5 separate regions of the Mus musculus genome follow, and regions 2, 3, 4 and 5 are each linked to region 1. A link is a contact called in public HiCAR-type and promoter capture Hi-C data. All regions are on one chromosome and are shown on one strand. Each heading gives the region's core, a stretch centred on a gene start, on an enhancer-like site or on the middle of the called end of the contact. The rest is flanking DNA. Distances are from core to core; before and after follow the strand shown. Region 1 holds the start of Crybb1 (crystallin, beta B1). Region 2 holds the start of Tmem119 (transmembrane protein 119). Region 3 holds the start of Ulk1 (unc-51 like kinase 1). Region 4 overlaps Chek2 (checkpoint kinase 2). Region 5 overlaps Cmklr1 (chemokine-like receptor 1).

What was found. Promoter capture Hi-C pulls out the DNA fragments that hold promoters and counts their contacts. HiCAR-type assays count read pairs that join an accessible place to other places.
Region 2: a contact with region 1 is called in a promoter capture Hi-C map of 3T3-L1-derived adipocytes, with 3 times the contacts expected there. The contact joins the promoter of Tmem119 here to the promoter of Crybb1 in region 1. A contact is called at or near these places in 5 of 39 promoter capture datasets (the 3T3-L1 cell line, 3T3-L1-derived adipocytes, the C10 cell line and 2 more).
Region 3: a contact with region 1 is called in a promoter capture Hi-C map of the SN4741 cell line, with 2.6 times the contacts expected there. The contact joins the promoter of Ulk1 here to the promoter of Crybb1 in region 1. A contact is called at or near these places in 3 of 39 promoter capture datasets (the SN4741 cell line, hippocampal neurons and maxillary cranial neural crest).
Region 4: a contact with region 1 is called in a HiCAR-type map of astrocytes, with 4 times the contacts expected there. The contact joins the enhancer-like site here to the promoter of Crybb1 in region 1. A contact is called at or near these places in 5 of 39 promoter capture datasets (the 3T3-L1 cell line, the SN4741 cell line, hippocampal neurons and 2 more), 1 of 115 datasets of contacts at active chromatin or transcription factors (astrocytes) and 2 of 9 other capture datasets (adipose tissue and liver).
Region 5: a promoter capture Hi-C map of liver shows a contact between it and region 1, with 2.2 times the contacts expected there. The contact joins the enhancer-like site here to the promoter of Crybb1 in region 1. A contact is called at or near these places in 2 of 39 promoter capture datasets (the 3T3-L1 cell line and liver).

The regions. Positions count from the first base shown.
Region 1 is chr5:112,254,474-112,257,329 of GRCm38.p6, reverse strand. Crybb1 (crystallin, beta B1) reads right to left here and starts at 1,510. Exons shown (of 6, transcript NM_023695.3): 1 at 1,483-1,510. It also overlaps a transcript of Cryba4 not described here.
Region 2 is chr5:113,799,027-113,801,882 of GRCm38.p6, reverse strand. Tmem119 (transmembrane protein 119) reads left to right here and starts at 1,487. Exons shown (of 2, transcript NM_146162.3): 1 at 1,487-1,583. It overlaps Gm42004 (a long non-coding RNA gene), which reads right to left and starts at 1,317. Exons shown (of 5, transcript XR_878692.2): 1 at 1,232-1,317.
Region 3 is chr5:110,808,627-110,811,482 of GRCm38.p6, reverse strand. Ulk1 (unc-51 like kinase 1) reads left to right here and starts at 1,402. Exons shown (of 28, transcript NM_009469.3): 1 at 1,402-1,869; 2 at 2,264-2,356; 3 at 2,437-2,478. The coding sequence starts at 1,759.
Region 4 is chr5:110,857,894-110,860,749 of GRCm38.p6, reverse strand. It overlaps Chek2 (checkpoint kinase 2), which reads right to left. Exons shown (of 15, transcript NM_016681.4): 7 at 2,323-2,376. Among named protein-coding and RNA genes, the nearest start is that of Chek2, 19 kb to the right of the region's middle. Within about 2 kb of position 1,344, at least 89 of the 459 cell types and tissues checked have an H3K27ac peak or open chromatin away from gene starts, as enhancers often do. A contact at or near this core is called in adipose tissue, astrocytes and liver, where this site is marked.
Region 5 is chr5:113,632,962-113,635,817 of GRCm38.p6, reverse strand. The region is part of intron 1 of Cmklr1 (chemokine-like receptor 1); the gene reads left to right. Among named protein-coding and RNA genes, the nearest start is that of Gm15736, 9.8 kb to the left of the region's middle. Within about 2 kb of position 1,352, at least 74 of the 459 cell types and tissues checked have an H3K27ac peak or open chromatin away from gene starts, as enhancers often do.

The DNA.
Region 1 (2,856 bases), core at 261-2,760:
CTTTAATCCCAGCACTTGGGAGGCAGAGGCAGGCGGATTTCTGAGTTCGAGGCCAGCCTGGTCTACAGAGTGAGTTCCAGGACAGCCAGGACTACACAGAGAAACCCTGTCTTGAACCCTTGACCACCTCCCCGCAAAAAAAAAAAAGAAAAAGAAAAATAGTCCTTGGGGTGAGTGATTTTGGGGTGTTGCTTCCAAGCTGCCCCCTACCCATGTGCTTCTCAGCCATGTCTATGGACTCCCCCACAGCCATCAGCTCTTCCTGGGAGACAGGGCTGAAGCTCTGGGTTCCACCCTGCTCTAGGACAGCCAGTCTCTTCCTGGATGCTGTCCCTTCCCTGCACTGCCTCCTGCCCTCTAGCCTCACACCCTGTTCCTCCCTTCCTGTGCTCTCGTGCTTGGTTAGTTCACCACCACATGTGTGTATAGCATGGCTTTGCTCACCAGTGATGGTTCCCCCTCGGCACCATTGGGCACAGTACTGAACGCCTCACATCTTGACCTTAATGGTGGGACTAGCTGGGATTGGGATATCCCTCTAGAGTCTAGCTGGAGGGAAGGTGCCCTGCAGCCCCACACAGCAGTCAGCTCCCATCTGAGGCAGCAGATGGACAGGCACCTGGGTTACTAGATGTAGCCTTGTAAGCTCGCCTGTCTGCCTCCTTAGCACTTGTCTCCATGCCAGGTGCACAGGAGCTTCTCAGGCAACATCTGTTCAGAGAGCGAATGCCAGTGTGTGCGTGTCCTGAACCTCTCCCAGCCCTCCGCCCCTGGCGTCCTCCGAGGGCAGATGTGGGTGTGCAAAATAGCAGCCTGGCACTCGGGGTTGGAAGGCACAAGGAGAGGGAGTAGGGTGTTTCCATTGCTCCACGCCGGAGCTGTGCCTGTGGGCGTTGGGTGGAGAGGACTCTGGTCAGCTCCAATGCTACCTCAAGGAGCACAGACTTCTGGGTATGGGTCATGCCTGACTGCACTGTCTCCTGGAGGAAATCCACCAAGACTGTGCTGATAATTTACAAGCTACTGGAACTCTTGGGGCCCAGAGCAAGTTCCCTGGGTCCAGGTGGGTTCCCAACATCCTCTCTCTAGCTGGGATGAGCACACTCCTCCCAGGCTTCCTCAGGAAGACTGGATGCTCGGCTACCCACACATCTGGACCACATCTGGGGGTTTCAGCCACCCTCAACCTGTCTCTATTCTGGGAAACTCTTCCCAGAGGCTGTGCTCCTTTCCCAGCCATGTGTCCGTCTCCCTCCCTCTCTTGGTGAGGACCATTGCTTTCCTCTCTACCTCCCTGTAGCCCAGGCTAGCCTCCAACTCTCAGCAATCTTCCTGCCCCAGTCTCCAGAGTGCTAACTAGACAAGTATGCACCAGCAACCTTTCTGGGTTTGGCTTTCAGCCTGGCTCTGTCTTCGTCAGCTGCCCCACCTCTGTTTCTGTCCTCCTCTCAGTTCTCTGGTGGTGTGGCAGTCCCCTCTTACCTGTATTGGTGGACAGGCGGGTGCTGTGAGTGCCTCAGGGCCAACCCCCCATTTTATAGCCTGGCAGACATCAGGGTCTATAGTGTAGCACAAAGAGGCAGCTGGGTCAGCAAACCTGGATGGGGCCCATGGCCGGCTCTGCCCCATTACTGCCCAGGCTAGCATTTTCTATTGTTGGCCTGGAACACAGAGAAACCCTGGCCCTAACCCTGCTCTGACTGCTCTCTCTATTTCCCTGGCTGGAGACAGGCCCAGGGCCTTGCTGGCTGCCAGCCTAGACTAGGGAAGGGGGATGGGGGAGGAGGTGACCTGGGATAGAAACCGGCCTCAGTCAGGCTGCTTCACCCACCGTATGGCTTCTCTACCTCTAGGGGGTCTCAGTTTACAGGTACAGTTGACAATTCTCCCTGTGGATGCTGCCCAGAACTGAAGACAACATTGAACATGTTTTATAAGGGCAAGAAACGGGTTTTCAGTCCACAGGCCCGGTCCTGAGTGCTTCTGTGTGTTTGCAGCCTCTGGGGCTTTGCAGCACACCTGCCCTATCCAGATCCTTGCTGCACCCATTTCTTGGATGAGGAAGGCTGGGTGCAGAGGCCAGTACTGACCATGGCAAGCAGGAAGGCTCTGGCTATCCAGCCTTGGCCCTGACTGAGGCTTGCCTGAATTCCCTGTTCTAGGGTGGTGGGGTAGGGCTGGGTCTCAGGCTCAAGGGCTTAGCATTCAAGGCTTGGGTCCTTCTTAACTGCCCATCAGCTCCCACTGTCTGACAGCAGGGGATGCTGCCCAGGGTCAGGAACACGGAGACTCTGGGCAGCCTCACATCCCACTGTACCTGACCGGGCCAAGGGCCAGCATTTCACCCAGGACCTGGACCCTGGCAGGTTCCTGATAGTCTACTGGAGAGGGTAGGGACATCTGAGATGCAAAGGGAGGGGGTGATAGAGAGAAAGGTTTTTCAGAAGATGAAGGGAGGAGTCGATAAACGGACAGGGAGGAGAGAGCCCAGGGCAAAGGAGAAAACAGAACAGCCAGGACCGCCAAGCATCTTAGTGGACAAGTGAACGCCAGATGACCCACCATTTCCCCAGAGAAACTGAAACCCACACAGAACAGGAAGCTTCAACCTTGTTCCACAGTGTGAACCCCAAGTGGAGTGGAGCTGGAATCTGGCCAGGCCAGGCCACCTGCATTCTGTGTCGCCAACCCCAGTAGGAGTGCAGCCATCTGAGAAACCCTTCTCTGGGGAACCCAGGACCCCCTGTGGGGCCTATCTCTACTTTGTGGTCACCCTGGCCTAGGACCAGTGATGGCCCTGTCCCTCTACCCATGAGCCCTCTCCCTGCTGGCCTCCTCTGTGCCTTTCATCCTGGG
Region 2 (2,856 bases), core at 238-2,737, 1.5 Mb before region 1:
TCCTCTCCTGACATGGAACCCTCTCTGGTTTGTGGAAGGGCACCTCACACCCCGTGATGAGTCTTGGCGCACACAGCTCTAGAAGCCTGTGAGTTCCTAGAGGCAGGTCTGTGTCTGTGTCTTGACTGGCTGGGTCCTGCTCAGCTCTGTCTGATCTTCAGTGTCAGGGTGTGTCAGCCATTTACTGAAACAAACAAGTGAATGAGTGAGTGAATGAATGAATGAGTGGATGAGTGAGTGAGTGGATGAGTGAGTGAATTAATGAGTGAGTGGATGAGTGAGTGAATGAATGAATGAGTGAGTGAGTGAATGAGTGAGTGAATGAATGAGAGGACGAGTGAGTGGATGAGTGAGTGAGTGAATGAATGAGAGGATGAGTGAGTGAATGAATGAATGAGTGAGTGAATGAATGAGAGGATGAGTGAGTGAATGAATGAATGAGTGAATGAGTGAGTGAATGAATGAGTGGATGAGTGAGTGAGTAGATGAGTGAGTGGATGAGTAAATGAATGAATGAGTGGATGAGTGAGTGAGTGGATGAGTGAGTGAATGAATGAGTGAGTGGATGAGTGAGTGAATGAATGAATGAGTGGATGAGTGAGTGAGTGAATAAATAAGAGGACGAGTGAGTGAATGAATGAATGAGTGAGTGAATGAATGAGAGGATGAGTGAGTGAATGAATGAATGAGTGAGTGAATGAGTGAGTGGATGAATGAGTGAGTAGATGAGTGAGTGGATGAGTGAATGAATGAATGAGTGGATGAGTGAGTGAATGAATGAATGAGTGAGTGAATGACTGGATGAATGAGTGAGTGGATGAATGAATGAGTGAGTGCCAGGTCCCATGGATCAGTTACCTATGGTGCTTCAGGGTATTTGAACTCCCCACCCCCTCTCCACTTCTGTGGAATGGGCTCATAGCTTCTGCTCAAACTGCCCTACTAGGGCTTAGTGAGGTCTCAGAGTTCAGGATGTCAGTACCTCAGGGAGTACCCTGACCCCCTAAGAATGGAGAAACTGAGGCCAGGGGAGGAAGGGCCCGGGCAGTGCCTGATCTCAGCATCCCCAGGTTTCCCTGAGACACCCCCACTCCCACTCTGCACCCTAAGCTTGGAAATCCTGAGTCACAGCTGGATTGGGCCACGCCACGGAGATTTTTTCCTTCCCACTTCCAGGGGCCCCAGATCTTCCTGACCTCATCCTTCAGGGAGTGTGGGGGATGGGACGGACCTCAGCTCAGAGTTCTGGGAACGTTCTCCTGGAAGCCCCTCTGTCTGTCAGTCTGTCTGAGCCTGCCCAGGGGACCTGAGGTCAAGAAGAAGCAAGCTTGGAGTGTGAAGAGGGTGGGACTGTGGGTGGCCCGGCATAGTCCCGCCCCACACTGTCCCCACCCCAAGCCCTCTTAATGAAATCAAGCTGGCCCTCCAGCCCAGCAGGGAGGAGGAAAGGGGAGGGCCTGGAGGCCGAGGCGGGCAGGCACCAGCCAGAGCAGCTGGCGGCAGACGGCAGGCAGACAGTCAGACCGTCTAGCGGGCCTGGCTTGCCTACCTGGCAGCTGCACCCGGTCCTTCACCCAGAGCTGGTAAGTCTCTGCCTCCTGCTGCTGGGGACTCTTGGAGAACTCCGCAGAATCCCTAAGTGTGCGTGCAATCTGTGTGTGTGTTTGAGGCCGTGAGCACCCATGTGATTAGATATGTGATTAGATGTGTGAGCATGGATGAAGGCGGCACGCGTGTAGTTGGGATGTAGAGAGGGTGCCAGGGCGACGTTTCCAGGGCCAGTGTGCTGCTGGTGTAAACTTGTATTGTCCCGTGTGTTGCGGTAGGCTGTGTTTGGGATGTCTGATGCACCACTTGGAATACTTGTGTGTGTGTGTGTGTGTGTGTGTGTGTGTGTGTGAGCTTATGTGTAGACTCTGAGACCTCAGGCTCCTTCCAAGCCTCTTCTTGAGGGACCAGGACCCTGTCCTTGCAGGCAGGCCCTGAGGGAATAGGCTAGGCATACAATGTTTCAGCCACAGCCCCCCCCCCCCCAGTCTCCTAATTGAAGCCAGGTTTCTGTGGCCTGCCTCTCCATCACTGGCCATCCGTTTCTGAGTGAGGGCTGGTAGAACAGAGGCTCTGGGTTAGCTGTCTCAGGTCCTTGGGTACCCAGTCCTTCCTTCGGGGTGGATTCGCCTCATCTGCATATTCATGGACATCTCAATTTAAAACAGAAGCTCTTAAGACAGAGGGTCTAGCAGGGAGAGCATACTGGACAAGTGCATCCACTTGCTAACATTTATTACATGCTAGGCACTGCTGTGACCTGTCCCCATTGCGCAGATGTGGAAACTGGAGCTCAAAGGGTTGACATGCCCAACCCTTTGGGAGGGTATAGTCGAGCTGTTCTGAGCCACCTCTCCATCAGGGGCTCTCTCTGTTGGGCAGGCTGTTTACAGTCTGACTGAGTTCCCTCTGGTGCGAATCCTGAGTGCTTGTATAGGAGCAGGCAGGCAAAGGACGTCTGGCACATCAGCAATCATTTCAGACCTGTTCAGGTCAGTTCTTCTGTTCCCCAGAGGGGAAACTGAGGCTTGGAGAATTTAAGGGTCCCATGACCATCTCCATGCAGACCTGAGTCCTCTTGTTTAGTCACCTGCTACCTTTCTCTGGGAGCAAGGAGAGACTGGGGGGGGGGGTGAAGTTCTGAGAGTAGGGGGTCTTGTTCTTCAGAGACAGGAATGGTTTCTGCTTCTTCTTCTGCACCCCTTTGGCTGATTGCAAGTGCCACAGAGAGGTCAATGCTTTCTTGGATCCCCATTGCGGTCTACACGTGCGTGTTCATGCACACGTGTGTGCACGTGTATTCTGCTC
Region 3 (2,856 bases), core at 153-2,652, 1.4 Mb after region 1:
GACTCAGAATGGGTATGTGCGACAACACACACACACACACACACACACACACACACACACACACACACAGAGCCTTTGATTTGGCATTGGGTCAACATGGCAATATACCCCTCCCCAAATGACAATGTTTGTATACATCAAGTGCTCCAACATGCCCATGCAGTTCCCATGTGACCAGACAGGCAAGAAAAACACCTGAGGCAAACCAAATGCCCATGCTATAAATAATCCCAGCATTTGCAGGAGAATCAGCAGCTCACGGCTATTCTATGTGATGAGCTCTGGGATAGCCTGGACTACAGGAAACCCTGCCTCAAACTTCCCCTCTAACAACAAAAGTTAAGTAAAATAATAAATGAAGGAAAACTGATGCCTTCGGTGAGATGGCTCCAAGGATAAAAGACCTTGTTGCCAAGTTTGACAACCTGAATTTAATGTTAAGAGTCACAAAGTAGACAGAAACATCTTTTACATTTTCCTCTGACCTTCACATGACCATGTTCTCAAGTCTCCGTCCCCACATACAGAATAAGCAAATGTAATAAAAGAGAGAAAATGGATGTGGTGGCACCTGCCTTTAATTCCAATACTCAGGAGGAAGAGGCTGAGGGATATCTGTGAGTTTGAGGTCAGCACGATCTACAAAGAGACAAAGCAAGTTCGAGACCAGTCGGGCCTACAATGTGAGAAGACTCAGTTAAAAAACTTTCAATCCCCAGTTCTCAGGAGGCAGAGGCAGGCAGATCTCTGAGTCTGAAGCCAGCCAGTTCTACTGAGTGAGTTCCAGGACAGGCAGGGATACACAAAGAAATCCTATCTCGACTTCTCCAAAAGAAAGCACAAACAAAACAAAACAAAACAAAACAAGTGGTAGGAAGTACGTAGGGCAGAGCTGGAGAGATGGCTCAGCTATTAAGAGCATCTACTGCTCTCCTGGTTTGGTTACCAGTTTCCACATGGCAGCTCATTACTGCCTGAAACTCCAATTCCAGGACCCGACACATACATGTTTAATATGAATGTTTCACGTGTTTATATACACATACACGGTGCATATAAACTCCTGTAGGCACACACATATACATATGAATAAAATAAGTAAATAAAAAAATGCCTAGGGCAGAGCGAGGAGCCACAACCAGAGATAGTTCTGACATTGACATGCCCAGTCTGCTCCGGCCCCGCCCATATCCTGCCTCCTCTCTCAAGTCCCGCCCAGTATAGGGCTGGGCCCATCGAGGCACCACCCAAACTAAGCCCCGCCCCGCCTTACCACCCACGAGGTGTCCTTCATTTCGGACCCGCCCATTGCCAGCTCCGCCGCCTAAGAGGTCTTGAGCTCCGCAGGCCCCGCCCATCGTCCCGCCTCCACGCAGTGCGGCTGCGCCGGCACCTCGGGCTCCGAGGCCCGGGTGCCGCGGATCTTTTGTTTCCCTGCGGGGCTCCGAGCCGCATCGTCAGTCAGGCCCGGACTTGGAGCTGGAGTGTGTCAGAGCTGAGTCCCGAGTCGGACCGGGTCCCGACTGTCAGCGCCGGGAGGGTACCGAGGAGGACGCCGAGGGAGCGCGCCCCTCCGTCCGCCGGCCTGTGGGACTGGGACCCGGCTCAGGCCTGCCCGATGGGGCACGGGGCCCTGGCGATGAGCCCGCGCCTCCGTCCCCGCGTACGCGGCCCGCCGGCCTCCGCCTGAGCCCAGCGCACCCCGTAGCGCCGCCCCGGGGCCCGAGCCCGGGCTCGCGCCCCCGGCCCGCGCGCGCTATGGAGCCGGGCCGCGGCGGCGTCGAGACCGTGGGCAAGTTCGAGTTCTCTCGCAAGGACCTGATTGGACACGGCGCCTTCGCGGTGGTCTTCAAGGGTCGACACCGCGAGGTGGGTGAGGCTCCCGCGGAGGCCTCGCAATCCCGGACTCCCAGCCCAAGGGACACCTTACCTCCGGTAATCCGTAGAGGGACCCAATTAAGGACCCCCCAGCCCGGGAAACCCACCTGCTACTCTAGCTCCAGAAAACTGGAGACGCCAGCCAGCACAGGATTCCCTACCTAGCCCCGAAGTCAGACCAGTTCTGAGAACCTAACCTGGGACTCCATCCTGGGACTTAAATTCCAGGCCGGCTGACAGACACTCACTATCTGTCTGCCTCTGGCAGCCTCCCATTCCAAGACCCTTGGGACAGCCACCCTAAGCCATCTCTGTGTTCCCTGCTTGGTGGGGAGCAGGAGGGGGGGTTGTTTTCAACCCTGAAGGTTCACGTTTGGCTTTTCAGAAGCACGACCTGGAGGTGGCCGTCAAATGCATTAACAAGAAGAACCTTGCCAAGTCCCAAACACTGCTGGGAAAGGAAATCAAAATCCTGAAGGTGAGCCAGCGCCTCGGGGGAGGGGGAGAGGGTGGGTCAGCTCTTTTCTTGCTCATGAGAAACTTGGATTTGTGTCCTAGGAACTAAAGCACGAAAACATCGTGGCGCTGTATGACTTCCAGGTAAGGCTCAGCGTTGGGCTTGGGGGAGGGGTAAATCTATTCTTGCCCTTGTCCCATCCACTGTTGCTTCAGGACCTAGGTTGCCTGGGGCTGGAGCCCCCCTGAGGGCAGATGATGGCTTTAGATTAGTATTTGGTTTAGGTGAAAGGAGCTGGGTTCTGAATGCCTTGTCTCACGCTTGTCCTACTGTGAGGCCACTTAGGGCCAGGGAGACCTCATCTCTGGTCCAAGTTTTTCCTGGCTTTTCCTAGGTTCTGGGGACCTCTCTAGCTTATATGTTGCCTGCATGGGAAGGAAGGCGGCCATCAACACTAATGTTGAATCTCTGGCGATTGCCTGGTTTACATTGTTTGGGTTCAGCGTACCCTGGTGCCAAAG
Region 4 (2,856 bases), core at 95-2,594, 1.4 Mb after region 1:
CACAGAGAACTCACACAAGAAACACACCATCATACAGAGTCAGTAAGGAATAATTCGTGTCTGCATAGGAGCCCCGCCTAGGCATGACAGCAGGTTTTCCCAGACTTCCTCCTCATTTGTCAAAACAGGAACCTGACAAGAGGAAAAGCAGCAGGAGCTGGGTGCTCGGGTGGCGGGTGGCGGGTGGCAGGTGGGATATTTTCTCAGCAGACCTGCAATCTGAAGTTCAATCCCAGCATAGGAGCAAAGCCCTTTTTCTCAACAGGACACAAGATGAGAGACCCAAAAAGCTGTTTTGTAATTCCAGCACTTGGGAAGGCAAGGAAGGAAAAGCAAGAATTCAAGGCCAGCCTCAGCTATAAAGCAAGTTCAAGGCTAGCCTGGGCAACAAGAGACCCTGTCTCAATAACAAAGAAGGCGAGGAAGGAAGCCTAATTATACTTCCAGATACCTGATTCCTGCGGCTCCAGCACTAGGGCCATGGAGAATGGAACCTGTATGATAAGATCCTCTCACAGTATAAGACTTTGAAGCATGGATGATATGTTTACTATCTGTGCAGGGCACCCAGTGCTGTGGGTAGGTTAAAACAGGGTTAGATTCTCTAGACTTAGCATTACGATTTTCTACTTAGCATACTTGTGTTTAAAGCTGACAGCCAAGCTCAGTGGCAGGTAAGAAACAGACCTCAGAGAATCTAGCAGGAATACAGAAGCCAGCATGGAGGACTGATCACAGGAGACTCAAAGAAAGAACCTATAATTCTTTCAGGTTTGAGATTGTAAGAGGTGAGACTCCATTGCCGTGTTCTTCATGGGTCCCTGTAACTTTCGCTTTGTACATCCATCTTCCTGCATCAGCGAGCACCCACAGCTTCCCGGCATGGACTTGGAAACACTGCCGAGTGCTGGTGAGAGACTTCCACCTTAATAAGGCTCGAAATGACCAATAAAACATTTAGGGGGATGGTACGTAAGTGCAATGTATGCGGTGTTCTTTGTCTAATTATGTCTGTCTGTCTGTCTACCTGCCTGCCTGCCTGTATCTGTGCATGCCATGGAGTATGTGTGGAGGTCAAAGAACTTGTGGGAACTGGATCTCTCCTTCTTCCATGTGAGTCTTAGCAATCAAACTCAGATGGCCAGGCTTCTCAGCAAGCTCCTTCACCCTCCGAGTCATTCTGCCAACAGTAATGTGGTTTTTGTAAAGAACAAAAAACAAAAAAAAACTGGCCATAGCGGGCTGCAGCAGGAAGATTGCTTGAGCCAGGAATCGGGGCCTAGCCTGGCCAATTCAGCCAGTTCCTGTCGAAAAGAAGAAAAACAAACTCCACTCAAGAGGCGGAGACAGAAGGGTCACGTGAGTCCAGTATTCCCAGACTTGCCAGGGTAACAAGACAGGGGCTGTCTCCTAACAACAAAAAAGAAAGAAAAGGAAGAAGGGGGATTGAGGAGGGGGTGAAAAGGCAGAAGGGAAACGGAAGCAAAGAGAGAGGGAAGGAAAGGAGGGGGAAGAGAAGAAGCTGCTACGTGTGAGGTCGGGAACAGGCAAGCAGGAAGGATGGCCGCTGGAGTGCGGAGAGTTAGCGAGAGGGTCCACCGAGCTGTAAACAGGCTGTGGAGACATTGTATCAAACACAGAAATCTAGAATAAATAAACTTTCTAGCTCTTAGAGGAAAGTGAGGAGGTGGAAGAGAGAAAAGAAAATCTTCTAACTGGAGGCTAAAAGAGAAGAGGATTCTTAGTTACTCTGGCAAGAAGTAACTCCAGCACCTACTAAGCGTGCATTATGGGTTCTCATAAACTAATGAAGAGACTGAGAGAACCAGGAAAGAGAAGCCGGTGTCAGACCCTTGTGCTACAGCCCTGTGACTGCCACAGATATCGAGTCTTCCTTACAAAGTAGGTGAGGACCACTTATCTCCAACAAGGCTCCCCACGCCTACGAATCAGATGCAACAATGGGCTTCTTATCTGTCAGATACCACTTACTCCAAAGAAAAGGTATTTAAAAGGACCCAGATTTCAAATATAACTAACTTCACAAGACTTTCATTTCTTTTGCAAATATAACTAACCTTTATAAGGTTTTTCTCAAGATCTCAATAAAAATACCGAGTAATAGATCATGAAGTCATGAAGCCTTTTACACAGGATTGAATTCTTAAAACTTTGAAGTAAAACTCGTCAGAGGTGAATAAGAGCCAGGTCCACGTGTCTTCTCACAAACATACAAAGGAGCCCAAATTAGCCTCCTATAGCAACACTTCGTATACTTCCTATATTTTGAGACAAGTTACGACGAGTGACAATGATACTTACATGATTTAGTTTCTTCAAAATTTCTATTTCAGTTTCCACACTGGGAGCTGTGTCCTTAAATAAACAAGGATAGCATTAGAGTACAACAGTAATAATAAAAATACAGTTAAACTTCATTTAGAATGGCTGAGTTACAAACCAGGCTCTGCTCAGACAGCAGACGCTAGACTACATATTTATGTAAAATAGACTTCAGCTAAGAAACCCAGATTTTAAATCTTTTATTTTTTATTTTTATTTTTTAAGATTTATTTATTTATTTATTGTGTGTACACTGTCGTTATCCTCAGACACAGCAGAAGAGGGCATTGGATTCCCATGACAGATGGCTGTGAGCCACCATGTGGTTGCTGGGAATTAAACTCAGGACCTCTGGAAGAGCAGTCACTGCTCTTAACTGCTGAGCCATCTCTCCAGCCCTAAAATCTTTTATAAATTTTTTTTTCACTTTATTTTATGTACATTGATTGGTGATTCACCTGCATGTGTGCCTGTGTGAGGATGTCCAGTACCAGGAAATTAGGGCTACACACT
Region 5 (2,856 bases), core at 103-2,602, 1.4 Mb before region 1:
TCCATTGCCAGGGACTCAAACCCCCTAGAGCAGAGCTCAGGCTGCTCCTGCCAGGTCTCTAAGTCTTGACTCTTTTCTCTGATCTTATAGCCTATCCCTTAGTCCCTCTCCCTCTACCATCTCTCTTCTTTCCTCTGAGTTTTCTCCATTACTTCTTCTGCCCCTCCACCTTTCTGTCCCTACCATGGTGTTGCCTGTCCACCCCTTTCCCCAGACCTGTTTTAGCTCCCTGGTGCCTCCTCCTGACTATGGTCTCCAGGTCCACCAGGCCCCACAGGGCAGTCTGAAACACAGAGGACTGGAGCCAAGGGTGGGCCAACCTTGAGAACAGTGGTCAGTGCAGGCACCTGGCCCAGGTGTGTGTGTGTGGGGGGGTACACTTTTGGCTCTGCAAACATCTGTCCTGAGAACCATGATGCTTTAGAGATGAGGGGCCGTGTTTTACTGTTGCACTGGGCCTGTCCACATCTCAGCTGGCTGTGTAGAGTTTGTGACCTTTCTAGAGGAAGTTCACCCCACTTGAGACAGATGAGAGCCAGAAGTGGCTATGATTCGGAAGGGTGGGGATTTGGTGGCACCTGCAAGCCTGGTCACAAGAGTCAGAGAGGTCATCTGCTCTCCTGTGATCCATGGTCAGGTCATTACAATTAGAACATACAGGCAAGTGGGAGTTATTTCTGTACAGAGCATCCATGAGGGTCCCGGGCATCTCCTGACCAGTGTGTGTCTGCCTCGGTGAGCAGCTGTCTGAGACTTAGTTTCCTTATCTTTCAAGTGTGGATCACAGCAAGGCCAGGTTCCTCGATTATCACTGGAACATCAGGACGAGAACTTGGCTGGAGACTGAGGCTAGAGACCCAACCTGGGCACTGTGGGAAGGAAGGATGGATACAGTGTGGGCACAGGGATAACAGGTGTAACTCGGGACTATCTGTGGCAAGCAGGGATGCTACATGGAGCCCCAAGCCTTGTTGAGTTTGTATGGTAAACCTTATCAATAAACAAGGAGTGTAGGGATCACAGGGTTGGTCCAGGCCTGTTCCACACCGGAGCAGGGACTCAGTAGTGTCCCTTGGGAATAGTTTAGATATTTCTTTTGGTTTTCAGCCACATATATCCCCCTCCCCCCGCCGGACTGAACAGCTAACCCTCCCTGGTACACCCAGAGGACATGCTTGGCTGAGCTGCTGTTTGGAACCCTGTTACCAACTCCGCATGGCCAGTCTCTCCTGAGATACCCCAGGCTGGGTGTGGCTAGGTCCCCAGGGACCCTGTCTCTGTAGCCCAGCAGGAATCCGCCTCACTGTGGTTTGGACTGTTCAGAGCCAGGATCATGTGACCTGGAAGCTGGCACCTCCTCGCCTGCCAGGAGCCTGGGAGCAGTTCCGGCATCGTCTGGTCTGGTCTGTTTCCTTCTCAGCCAGCCCTTGGCTCGAGGTCTGTTCCTTCCAGGTCCCTTCCTCCTTTCACTCTTACTTGTAATTTATGTTCCTCCGATACAAACTTTTCCTTTGACCTCCCAGCTGCTTCTGGACCAAAGCAGTGCTCAAGCAAACAGATGAATGGATAAACCCATCACACCCACCGGGCAACTCACCCCGCATCCTGAAGGCTCAGGGTGGGGCAGCTGGCTGGGAGTTAGGAAGGATGCTGAGAAAGCACCGGCTGAGGTCAAAGGGGGAAGCGGGCACTACAGGGGCAGGGAGGTGACCGTGCATTCCTGGTGGCTCCAGGGGCCTGAACCAGGCCACTCAAGTTCAGTTAGTAAATGGAGAAGAACTCCCCGTGACACAGGAGTCTTACTAGAAGTTCTGCTGACTGGGGACTGTTCACCCAGCCTGAAGTACCTCTCTGCAAACTACAGGCCAACGGACGTGTGTGTTGCACTGACCTGTTACAAAGGTGGGGTGACCTGCAGGGACATTCCTCGTTCACACACTGAATCCTGTGCCCTAAGATAACCTTCAGTTCTTGCAAGGGACAGGCGATGTAATGCTCTGTGTGTGTGAGGTTCATGAGGTCCTAAGTACACCCAATCTGCAGATGTGGGCCTGGGGTCCTATGACACAGAATGACAGTAACTGAAAGTCAGGTTACAGCTAGATAAGGTTTTGAGCTCTCTCTCTCTGTCTCTCTCTTTCTCTCTCTGTCTCTCTCTCTTTCTCTCTTTCTCTCTTTCTCTGTGTGTATGTACTCTCTTTTGAAACATGATCCTTCCCCAGAAGGCAAGGGTATTACAGATTACAGGCTTAGACTTCCAAGTTTAGTTTATGAGGTGTTGCAGATAGGATCCCGAGATTCGTGCATAGCTGGCAAGCACTCTGACAGCCGAACAGCACCCACCAGCCCTGGGTCAGATTTACTGCCATTAAATGAGGCTAAAGCTCTCGACACTGAGCCTGGTGACCCCCTTCTTCCCCAACATGAGTTGGCAGGCTTTCACCCCAAAGCTCTCTGACAATGACCTGACTTTTCTTTGGTCCTCAGCCAGCATCTTGTCCCCTGTTTGGCGGCAAGGCAGGGCAAAGGGGCCACTTCCTTGGCCAGACCCCTCCCAGGTCAAAGTGTGGGCTTTGCCTTGGAAGAGGTAGCAGTGTCGATGGAGTGGACAGTGGCGGGGCAGACTGACCCCACCCCTCCTCCCCAGAGCCTGGGAACAGGGTGGGACCTCACACTCCCCCATCCTGGCAGCATCTATGGCCCATTCATCACTGCCTGAGCCAAGGCCGTGGACTTCTCATGGGCTAGACCGTAGCTGGGTGCCTGGGGCAGGTCAGGGTCCTGGTCCTCTCGAGTTCCCCTGGGTTGTATAGGTTCCTGCAGCCCCCTGCTTGCCTTGGAGCCAGTTTTGTGTCT